2 separate regions of the Callithrix jacchus genome follow, and region 2 is linked to region 1. The links are chromatin contacts, called in public Hi-C maps. All regions are on one chromosome and are shown on one strand. The core of a region is the stretch at or near the end of the contact, and the rest is flanking DNA. Distances in the headings are between cores, read along the strand shown.

Region 1 (5,935 bases), core at 2,100-4,599:
CCTCCTTTCCCTGCCTGCCTATCTTTTCCCTGTTAAATACTGAAGCCCTTAAAATCCTCCTTGGAAAAAGTATGAGCCAGAGATCCTATTGTGGCTTGTGTCTCTTCATCCCAGGCATGCCCTTAACTTGGGCAAAATCAGCCTTTAAATTGATTGACATCACTTTTCTTTTTGTTTACACCACCTAATAAAGCTCTCAGCTTCCAAACTCTTAGCCCCTACAATCTATTCTCAACACAGCAGTCAAAAGGATCTTTAAAAACCAGAGTCCATTCATATGTCTCCTTGGCTCAAAGTTCTCCAATATTTCCATCTCATTTTAATCAAAACTCCAAGCCCTTCCATGGCCCCCAAGACTCTTTATGACCTGGCCCTCCCCTGCCGTCCTGCTGACCTTTCCTTCCACTACTTCCCCCTTGGTCACGCCAGTCCATGCCAAGCTGTTCCTGACCTACTTGAAGTTCTCCCTGCTGAAAATGGCCGGAAAGCTTCATGGCTCCTCCCCTCACTTCCTTCAACTTCCATTTCCAATGTCCTCTTATCTTCCTTTACCACCCAATTAGTGACACTAACCTCCTCTCCCTACGATCCTAACTTTGGCACTAAACCATGTTTATTTTTTCCCATAGCACTCATCACCATGCAATAGATTTCCTTGTTTATTTAGTATGTTTCTCCCCCAAGCAGAATGGAAGCTTTATGAGAAGTGCTTTTTCACTTTTCTATTCCTAACATCCAGAAGACTGCTCAGCACAGAGTGGATGTTAAACAAATGTTTGTCAAATAAATGAAATTTTAATTCCCTGACTGTTCCCATCTCAGATGGGAAAATTGCTTAAGCACAGATAATATTCCTCCTTCTGCCTCTTACTTGACTAATGACCTTCCATAAGCCCCTTTACCCTATAAGTCTATCAGGAAGCTGAGGGGGTGGGACAAATGGTCACTCAGTATCTCTTTTCCATCTGATCTTTTGCTGAAATTGTGATTTATTTAATGCAAACAACCTGGTGCGACATTACTGCCACCGTGTTTCTATTGCTTAAGTGAATTCCAAATGAAGCCCAGATCCAGCTTCTCTAGGATTCCTCCCCTGTGTCATCCCACCTGCAGGGAGTGGCCCCAAGTGCTTGACCTTCTTTCCATTTTAACCTTCCCATGCATTTTCTGTGTCCTGTTACTGGCTTTAGCCTCACATTGGGCAGATTGTATGTCATTGCCCTTTGCTCTGGTCAATGGGATATGAGCAGATATGAGGTCAGCAGCAGCTTGAAATAAACTTGAGTGGTGAGCTTGCCCTCTTGGGCTTCTTCCATCACAATGAGAAACATGTCTTGGCTAGCCTGGTGGGTCCAAGACGAACTGAGAGATACCTGGAGTACCTGGATCAAACTGAAGGCCAGAGCCAAACTCAGCCGAGCTCAGGTGAGATCAGCAGAGCTGCTCCAGCTAACCCATATGTGTATGAGTGGAAATAACTGAAGGTCATAAGCACTGAGTACTGGGGTGCTTTGTTATGTGGCATTATTATGGCAGGAGCTGACTAATATACCAATCTTCTGGTATATACCAAAACTCAGACTAATATACCAAAACTCAGCTCAAGGTACATACTGGTTCAGAAAACATCCCCTTAGCCCAAGGGCATGGCCTAACAGTGAGAATTTCAGGTCTGTTTCAGGTTAGTGAGATCAACTGCTTGCAAGAACTGAGAGACTACAACAGAAAGAGGGGGAAATGGGCAGCCAATATTGCGCAGTTGTGCTGTTTGATGACTCTGCAAACAGGAAGAACAAGGATCGAGAGGATTTATAGTAGGAGCTGGTAGAATGGAGCTGGGGCTGGCTTCTTTCCCATTTTTTTTCCACAAGTCTCCCCACCAGGACACAGGAGCTGCCCTTGGCCTGAAATGTGGATCGACCTACGGCTTCTGGGTATATCAGACTGGGGCAGCAGGGCACTGTTATTCTGACAGTGAACATTACACCTTCCAAATGGACATTGCAGAAATTTAGAATTGAGTCTCGTCAAAATTTCCTGATTTGCATGTTAGAAAGTCAAAGGAGAAGTTCCTTTATCTTCCTTCTAACTCGATGAAAAGATTTTTAAGGAGACTTTACTGCAATCATTGTTTTTATTGCTTAAATGAATTCCAATTGCTACTGTAAATTCCATTCATTATTTAAATAGCTTTAGCTCCCTTAAGAACCTAAGTGCCTTACAGGAAGGAAGGAGCTCTCAAATCCATGCAGGGTCGGGAACTGCTCAGGGGGCTCGAATCCTGGGGCATAGGGAGAGGGACTGCAGTGTTCATGATGGGTCTGTAGGGAGGCAGATCAAGAGCCGGACTGAGTGATAGTAGGAGCTGGGGGAATTGCTAAGATCATCTGGGCCTAGGATGCTTTCCTAACTTTCCTGATCCTAAGAATCCTCTGAATCACTTGTTAAAAACAGATCTGCAGACCCTTCCTCTGGAGATTCTATTTTAGTAGGTCTGAAAAGGAGTCCAAAATTCCATACTTTCAAGAAAGACCCCACTTGATTTTGACAAGTAGACATGTATGGAAAATACTGATCTATCAAGCTGCCTTGTTTTATAGGTGAATAAATTGAGTCCCAAGGAGGGGTCTTTTCCCAGATCACTGAGCCCCAGTTAGTGCTAGAGCTAAATCCAGGACAAGATCACTGAGACCCGAATAGCAGGTTTAGGATGCCCAATTTGCAGTTGTGCTGCTGGGACTGGAACTGGTAGTGTCGTCTGCAAGTCCCTTGAAACATTTGTTTAGCTGCTCACTTTCTGTAAGAACAGCTGAAGGCAGCGCTCCTGGAGTCAGACAGACCAGGTTCAAATGCTAACTTTACTTCTGATTCACTGAACAACCTTGTGCACATGGCTTAATTTTTCTGAGCCATTAATATGACCATTAAATCAGATAATGTACCTGCTCCTAGTAGGTGCTCAGTAAATGATTATTGCTTATGAAGCGCTAGACCCCCTTCCAAGTCAAAGAACTGGCCAGTATGAGCACATTTAATAAACAAAACAAGCCTACTATTAACCCCATTTTAAAATGAAGAAAATTGATGAAGAGAAAACTTGAGTGACTGATTCAAATCACGCATATAGCAAGTGAGAAGCAGAGGTGGATATGAACTCATGTAGTCTCTAGCCCCCTTCTTTCCCTCGAGGGCAGGGTCTGGGTCCCACTTACCACAGCATGGCCCCTGGTGCAGGCCTTTGCACACAAGTAGATATCAATAAGTACCTGATGAATGAGATTGAGATACAAAGGCAGGATGAGAAATTCACTTCAAGTGTGGCTGAGGGTGGGGTATTAGCATGGGGTAGCTGAAGAGGGCAGTAGGAGAAGCTAGGTAGAGAAGCCTGTATCCAGGGAAGATGGGTCAGAGCCTGCAGGACCAATCCCTGGGAGTTAAAGACTGGTTTCAGGCCGAACAATTAGCATTGAAATGCGCAGGAGCCTGGAAGTTTTTTGCATTGTCGCCTGCAATAAGGAAAAATCCAGACTGAACCGGGTGCTTGGATCAGAAGTGATGTAACGAGCTGGCTTTGGCCTAGTTTTTGTAAAGCAGGCGGGCCCCTGGCTCTCCCACACCCTTTTTTTCCAGAATTGGCAAGTGACAGCTACTGCCATCTAGTGGTCCGAGTGGCACTGCACAGGCATGGGAAAAAAGGTTGGTCTGCACCACAGGGATAAGAGGATGCCCTGCCTTCCGTCTCCCAAAAGATGAGGGTCCCCAGTGGTGGTAGAGAGTTTTTTCTGTTCAAGGCATGTTCTTACCTTTTACTTCATTAGATCTATTCAACAATCCAGGAGGTCGTCAGGGGCCATTGACTCCATTTTATGGTGAGGCGACAAGTCGCTAAAGAAGAGGGGTCTTGTTGAGAGTCGTATTGTCAGTTATTGATGGAACCAGGACTGGAGCCCAAGTCTTTACAATACAATTTCTTCACCCAGAAGTAATACAGAGAGTCTGTCAGGTCCTTTAAAGTCTTCTTGAACAGGAAATGGAAGATGATTAATCCTGGAGGTCTTGGTCACTTCTCTGCATGGAGGTGAGTCCCCTTCAGCTCAATGACTCGCAACTTTTCTCTGGAAAGAGAATCTTCAGGTGGGATATCTTGGCTGATAATACTCATATGGGAGGTTTCAGACAAAGATGAATACTGCCCCTCCAGCTCTTTACTATTGTCTGTAGTAAAGGCCTGGTCGTGTAGTGGTAAAGGTAGTTTGATTTAAGCATCCGGGGATTGCATCTGTTTTGAGGCCTAATGAGGGGATGGTTCATGAGTGGAGGATGTCTTTGGATGAGATAAATATATGAGTGGATATCTCTATTGGGAGAATCGTTCAGTTATCAACTTCAAGGAATCAAAGTTCTTCTGGCTTAAAGTCTGCTGTTGGGACTATATAAGAATTGAAGCCTAATTCTTCGTAGTCTGTGTATTCATAGCTTCAGTATCATTGGTGATCCTCTTACAGTATACTCAGTTAAAGCTTATTTGGTCCAGATCCCTTGTATGAAAGATGGGAAAACTGAGTCTCAGAGAGGGGGAATGACTAGGCTAACATCACACTGTGGTTAAAGCCCTTCCTCTCCAGCCTGTCTTTTCTGTTCTATGTACGCTAGTATAATAGCTGGTGCTTGGAGCCTGCACTGCTTCAAACAGATATAACTGTTTATGGCCCAGAGTGAAAATTGGTGATTATGATGAATGAGATTGAGATTTAAAGGCAGGATTGAGATTAATGTGGTGAGAATTGAGGAAGCTGACATTTACTGTGCCCCTGGGGATCTCCGTCATGCCTGAGAGAAAGGGAGAGCACATTCAAAATTAAGGCATTGCATAAGGAGCACTGGCTGTGGAGTCCTAACACCCGGGCTTTAGTCCCTGCTCTGGCAAGAGCTTGCTCTGTGTGTGACCTTGGGAGTCACTTGCTCATTCTGCTCTCTCATAGATCACTCATTCTTACAATAATCCTGATCTTCCTACTGCCCAGGGTTGATGAGAAGATCACATGGAGGGAATAGGGGAATGGGTGTGAAAGTGGTTTGTAGAAAGTCAAGTGCTACATTTATAAATGTTTTTTTCTTTAACTAAATTGAGGTAAAATTTATGTGCATTAGAAATGCACAATTCTAAAATGTTTAATTTTATGAGTTTGGAAAATTGTAATCAGCTGTGAAGCCATTATCCAAAACAAGATACAAAGTATTGACATCCCTCCAGGAAGTTCCCTTGGACTCATTTGTAGCCAACCTTCCAAGCCTGCAGGCAACCACTGTTCTGATTTCTATCACCTTTGCTTAGTTTTATGTGTTCTAGACTCGACATGAACAAACTCAGCCAATATGTACTATTATGTGCCTGGCTTCCGTTGCCCACTGTAATGTTTTTGAGATTCATCCACGTTGTTTTTTCCTTTACTGCTGCTAAATAGTATTTTATTGTATGGATATACCACTATTTATCTATTTTACTATTGAAAACATTTGAGTTATTTCCAGTTTTGATATTATGATTAAGACTGCAATTAGCATTCTCTTCCACATTTTAAGTGCACATATGAACCCATTTCTGTTGAAATAGGAGTGGAATGTCGAAGCATACAATACATGCATGTGTAACTTTAGTAGAAGCTGATGAACAGATATCCAAATGGTTATACCATTTTACATTCCCAACAGTATCACAGCAGAGTTCCCGACAGTGCATAGGTTCCACATTTTGTATTGTTAGAGTAGTCATTCTAGTGAGCATAGAACAGTATCTCATTGTAGTTAAAATTTGCACTGATGTTAAGTACCCTTTCTTATTCGCTATATCTTCCTCTGTGAAGTATCTTTTAAGTTATTTGCCCAGTTTAAAATAATTAGCTTGTCATTTTATTGTTGATTTGTAGTAATTCTT
Region 2 (5,935 bases), core at 1,356-3,855, 370 kb before region 1:
CGCTAATGTGGGGGCCCTGGGGCCACAACAGTTTGCAGGAGGACACTCAAGAGGGTTCGACTTACAAACTGAGGCCAGAAAGCTACTGTGCTCCCACGTTTGTTCTTCCATGCATGGCATGGAATTTAATGGGTCCCACTTCAGTAGGTTGCATTCTACAGCTTAGGGACAGCTGGGCTAGATGATTTCCTGGGATTCTCTAGCAGACAGCCCAGGGGTCTAGGCCTTCCTGTTTGGAATGGGGAGGGGTCCTGAGCCGGCAGCAACCCTCCCCCCCGCCCCCCAGGCCCCAGTCCCCTGCCCTTTCCACTCTCTCCTGTCTTCCCTATTGGCTCAACTGCTCAAACTCAAAGACTGGGAGACCTGCTTGATTTCACTGCCTCCTTCACATGCCCAGTGTCCTGTGGTTCTTCTTTCAAATCTGCTTTCAGCTGTCCACTCCTCCCCATCTTTTCCCCTACTTCTGAGTCCAGGCCTCCATGGTTCCCTCCCAAGGGTTCTCTGCCTGGGTCCTTCTCTTCAGCCTGTTCCTCACACAGCAGGAGACCATTAGTTTCCTCTTAATGTCAATTCTCCCCTTCTTCTCTCCAAAGAGAATCCAGACATTTTTAGTTGGGCAGACTGATATCCAACTAAAAGGCTGTATTTGCTTACAGCTAGTTGTGACCATGTGACAAATTCTGCATAATGAGAGGTAAGCAGCCTCAGGAAAGGTCGTTTTACAGGTAGAAGGCACCCTTTTACTCTCATTCCTTCCTTCCTAATTCCTGGAACTTGGATGTGATGGCTGAAGCTCTAGCAGCTAAATGGGATCATGAAGACAAGGTCAACCCCCTAGGGAGAGTGGAACAGTGATCTACAAACAGCCTCGGTCTAGGTCCAGACTCCACACTATCTGCAGTCATCCTTACACTACTTTCAGTGTGTTTTTTAATACTTAAAATCAAGTTCTATCTTATTTAAGGCATTATTTCCAGAGTCTTTGGTATTCAGTTAAACTTAATCCTAATGGGTATAACTCTTCAACAGCTGCCCATCATTCCTGCATTCCAGATTCCTTAGGGCCTACAAAGCCTCTGCCTGCCTCTCTGTTCTGACATTCTCCAACTTTCTCCCTCTCACAGGGCTCCAGCCACACAGCCTTACTCCTATTCCCCAAATAAGCTAGGTAATCCCACCTCAAGGTGGGCCCCACCCTATCTCAAATGTCACCTCCTCGGGGAAGCCCTCCTCCCTGCTCCCAAAGCACACAGCGCACACCATGGTACAGCACGTGCTGTATGTGCCTGGTTCTCAGGGCAGGGATCATTTCCTGATTTCTCATGGTACCTGGGGCGTCGCACAGTGCTTGGTAGAGAGTTGGTGCTCGGCCAGGTTTGCAGGATGTAGGTTTCCTTGGCATTTTAATATCAAGGCTTGGCCCTAGTTTCTCACTCAAGCCTATCTATCCTCTAACTCTTGTCAGTTTGTATCTCTAATGATTGCAGCAGGTGGGTATCCTGCTTAGGTGAGGCAGCTTGCTAAAAATCACATTACCAGTAAGGAAAGCCTGGACTCAAAGGCAACCTCCTCTACGGTGCCAGAGCCAGCAGCCCTGGACTTGCATATTGGACAAGGCCTGGCCACCTGAGGTGTGAGCTGAGAACTCACTGGTACCCAGTTCAGCCCCTGAGCAGAGGGAAGAGAGATGTGCCTAAGACAGACAGAAGGGCCAGGCCTGAAGGGAAGGAGGGGCTTTACCAGCACAAAGGAGGGTGGCGGGCTTCACAAGCAATTCCTAGAGCCAGGGGAGGCCCTGCCCCTTTGTCTGCCTGCTTTTAGGGGCCTGGGGGGGGGCTCACACTGAGCCTGAACTTCTCATCCAAGGCTTCTCCTGGGCCCATGGGAGTGTGTGTGGGGTGGGTATTTTCTAGCACTGTTCTCTTTGCTACCAGCCCCATTGCACTGCTGTTTCTTGCTGGTCAGAGCGTGCCTGGACACCCAGCTCATATGAGAACATGACAAAACACATGCATGTCCTCAGGGCAGACTCACCAGGTGCTGTGGTCTGATTGTTTATGTCCCTCCACAAATTCCTCTGCCTAAATCCTAACCCCCAAGATGCTGGCATTAGGAGATGGGGCCTTTCGGAGGTGATCAGGTCTTAAAGGTGGAGTTCTCACAAAGGGGGTCAGTGCCCTTATAGGAGAGGCCCCAGAGACCTGCACCCCTTCCACCACATGAGCACCCAGCAAGAAGGGGCTGTCGATAAGAAAGCAATCCCCACCTGACACTGATCTGCCAGCGCCTTGATCTCGAACTTCCTGGCTTCCAGAACTGTGAGAAACAAACTTCCGTTGTTTATAAGCCACCCAGCATATGGTATTCTGCTACAGTAGCCTGAACAAATGAAGATCCCAGGTCTGGCCTGTAAGAGTTTTACACAGGGCAGACTGCTAGAGCTGACTTCTACAGGAAACTCATGTTGTGCTCCCACTCAGGCAGTGCTGTAGGAGGGGCAGCGGTGACCGCTTCCAGGTGGCAGTGAAGGCCTGCCCACTCCTCTCTGCCCAGTCCTGTTCTGCTGGGCAGCTGCCCTCTCCGCCTCTGTGGCTTTTCTCTCTTGTTTTCTGGCAGCAGAGCCCCAGTTCCCAGAAGGGAAGCACCATTCTCCAACCCAATCTGAGTAGTTTGCATTGAGGTGAATCTCCCCTGATTTTAGGGGTGGACACATGCGCTAGGCTTGGCCAACACATCCTGCTGGCCTGTGATCAGTCTGGGGTGGACAAAGAATCCCTATTTCTCAAATTAGACTAACAATCAGTCTCCACTTCCAGCCAGCCCCAGGACACATGTAGCAACTATTAGGAAAGAGAGGCTCTCAAAGGAAGCCCCCCCAGCAAAGTGTGCAGCCATCGCTGAGGAAAGCAGAGCTGAGAGGGAGACACCTGAGTCATGGTAACATGTCAATGCCTGGATCTAGCTGCACCTGCAGCCACAGAGACCTCTGGGCTTTCTAATTATCTGACTCAATCAATCCCCTGATTTAAAAAAAAAGCCAGTGGAGGATATGTTGTTTGTTTGTTTGGTTTATATTTGCACTTGTACCTCAAATAGTCCTATTATACCCCCCAGCCTGCCAAGGCTAATTCGGGGCCTACCTCCTTTAGGAAGTCCCCTCCCATTCCTGCAGCACCCCTGGCTTTCCCGGCAGCTGAGTCTGCTCCTCTTTTACTGTCTGACCACACCCCATGCACCGTGCCCACATGCCGTGTGGCGTTTCCTGCGTGGGTGGCTCCTCTCTCTCCCATAGGCCTGGCATGGCACTAGCGGTGTTGTGAGCACTGGCCACATGCTGCACACTACAGGCAGTCTGGGGGATTCAGTAGCAGGCAGTCCTGTAAGGAGTTTACGGACATGCGTGTCTGCCTGAGGCCTGAAGGAGTGGGCCCCTATTCCCACGACTGTCCCCACGGTTCTGAGGCTCAGCTTCAGAGAGGAAGGTAGGGGCTCTCTGTTGTACATGAGGGAAAATGTGACTGCATGTCCTCAGATGTGTAGGTGTGGGTGGGATGGGTTTTGTAGTCATTTGCCCAGGATGGCCCTGCCTCGTCATTCTGCACCTGTTGGAATCCACCATGGAATCCAACATCTGACTCTCCTGCCACTCCACACCCTTCGAGGAGCCTCCTCCACCAGCCTCCTATGCTCGCTTCCTCCTTGGACTTTTAGTCCTGCTCCATGCAGCCTTCTGGGGGGCTTCAGACTGCAAATTCAGGAGCTACCCTGACCTGAGATCCAGCTTCAGTTTCCAGCTTGAGCAAGGGGTATAATCTTTCTGAGGCTCAGTGTCCTCACCTGCAAAATGGGGATGACAGTACCATTATTTTCTTTACAAGGCTGTTGTGTGAGCAAATGGAGGGCACTTAGCACAGGAGCGGCCCTGAGGAGTGGGCTGCGCTAGTGCCCACCCAGTGGACAAGTATCCATGGCTCCACCTTGTGGGCTGCCCAGGGCCACATAGAGATGAGAAGAGCAACCTGCCCACCCTCATGATGATCAGGGGCATGGGAGGAGAATGGGGTTTTTTAGGGCATGGCTGAGACTGTGTATTTCTGAATGTTAACAGTGAGCAAGATGCCATTGTCATGGGTTTAGGATCAGGAGGCTGGGAGAGGTTGTGATTTCTCAGGCCACCTACAGGACTCTTCCACATTGATGATTTAAAGACATATTTTTTCATAGTAACCAGCATGAACATATTTTTTCACAGTAACCAGTACAATCTTTCTGACTAAATGGTATCTCACTCTTCATGTTGACAAATAAATGGCTCAAAGCTGCCATGGTGGAGGTGAGGCACTTTGGGGGAACTTCAAGATTCTGGAGAACCCCCTATGTAAACCTTTGCACTGCACCTGTAAGCAGCTGGAGAAAGGGGTAGGCGGGGAGAGGAAGAGGCCGGTGGAGACAAGGCCCAGGGGACAGTCCATTGAGAGGGGTAGGGACCTTGGTACAGGTGCCCTCCCAGAAGCAGGCTGCTCTGGGCTGTTGCCGGGGAGCTGGGTGCCTGGGTGGTGGTGGCGATAGTGACGCTCCAGAACTGGCAGTACATAGGGGGTCCCTCATCGTGGCACACAGCCCTGGTGCCTGCCATGAGCACATGTACTGCTGGGGGCTGGTCACGAGTGTGCTGGGGAAGCAGCACCCTGGTGACAATCAGTGTAACAGTCCATGGTGCCCAGCAGGGAGGGGTGCTGCTTCAAGAAAGCTCTCTCCAGTCAGCCAGCTGGTCCCCGGAGAAAGAATCCATGCTCCAAAGAGGGGCGTAGGTTCCCAGAACCCAGTCAGGGCCCTGCCCCCTGGGTACCCAGGTCCTACCCACCAGGTACCCAGGACACAGACAGTTCACCTGCACTGACTTCTCCTGCCATAGCACCTCCTCCCCCGCTTCTCAGAGATGTAGCTGATGCCTGCCTATCCTTTGCCACACCCCAGGAGTGGTGGTGGTGACTAAGAGAATCTGAGTGACAAGGAAAGACGACCACATTCTCCACTCACATGCCAGATACTGCAGGGACTTGGAAAGGCACAGGTATACTCTTCGTGTGAAACCAGCACGGCAAACTGCACTTTTAACACTTGACTCTTCAAAACCCCTCCCTTCTCTTCATGGCAGTGTGAGCTTTGCAGTACATATCAGTGGCAAAGAGACTTGAAGCTAAGGCATAATAAAAGGCCTCTTCCCTCTCAAGGGATGAGGTGCCAAGGATATGATGGGGCAATGTTCATCGCATGACCCAAGTTCAAATCCTGGCGTCTGTATCTTTTCAGCCATGTGACCTTGAACAGAATATTTAACCTCTCGAGCCTCTGTTCTCTCACTGCTTCCAACTGCACAGGGCTGTTTGTGCAGATAAAATGGGCTGAGGATGTGACATAGCTCTGCAGCATGAAAGAAGCCTGCAAATGTTAGTTATTATAAGAAAGATGGAATGCCTCAGACACAAACAACAAGCTGACACAAATAAGCCTGCTTTGTACAAGACTTTCTAGGCAAGCACGATAATCTATATAACAATAATCATAGTAATTATAATAATAACCCCTTCCATTTGAGGAGCTGCTTTGGATCATTCAGAGCTTTCCTCCATCTCTAATCTTTTAGGCCAAGTGAAGTGTGAGTCTGCAGACATGCACGCGCACGCACAGATACACACACAAACCCAGTCCTCCAGTTGCAGGGAAAAGCCTCCATCTGGCCCCACCCTGCCCCATGTGCTGCAGTTGTCCCTGCACCCACTAGGGGGCAGGAGTGCACAGGCCAATGGGAGAGGGAGTGCGAGTTGGACCCGCCAAGCCTGAGACCAGGCATTGCAGGGCCAGGCCCAGCGGCCATCCCTGCCTTCTTTAGGCTGCCAACTTGCTCTTCAAGGGAAAGGGGTAGAGACCCCAG

Evidence for each region. Hi-C and Micro-C count contacts between places; a contact is called where the count stands out from the background.
Region 2: a contact with region 1 is called in a Hi-C map of skeletal muscle, with 7 times the contacts expected there. The contact joins two enhancer-like sites. A contact is called at or near these places in 3 of 3 Hi-C or Micro-C datasets (induced pluripotent stem cells and skeletal muscle).

Annotation. Positions count from the first base shown.
Region 1 is chr20:13,818,620-13,824,554 of calJac240_pri, reverse strand. The region is part of intron 2 of LOC108589336 (a long non-coding RNA gene); the gene reads left to right. Among named protein-coding and RNA genes, the nearest start is that of CES5A, 72 kb to the right of the region's middle. Within about 2 kb of position 3,349, at least 3 of the 16 cell types and tissues checked have an H3K27ac peak or open chromatin away from gene starts, as enhancers often do. A contact at or near this core is called in skeletal muscle, where this site is marked.
Region 2 is chr20:14,190,266-14,196,200 of calJac240_pri, reverse strand. All of the region lies in intron 3 of GNAO1 (G protein subunit alpha o1), which reads right to left. Among named protein-coding and RNA genes, the nearest start is that of AMFR, 100 kb to the left of the region's middle. Within about 2 kb of position 2,605, at least 1 of the 16 cell types and tissues checked has an H3K27ac peak or open chromatin away from gene starts, as enhancers often do. A contact at or near this core is called in skeletal muscle, where this site is marked.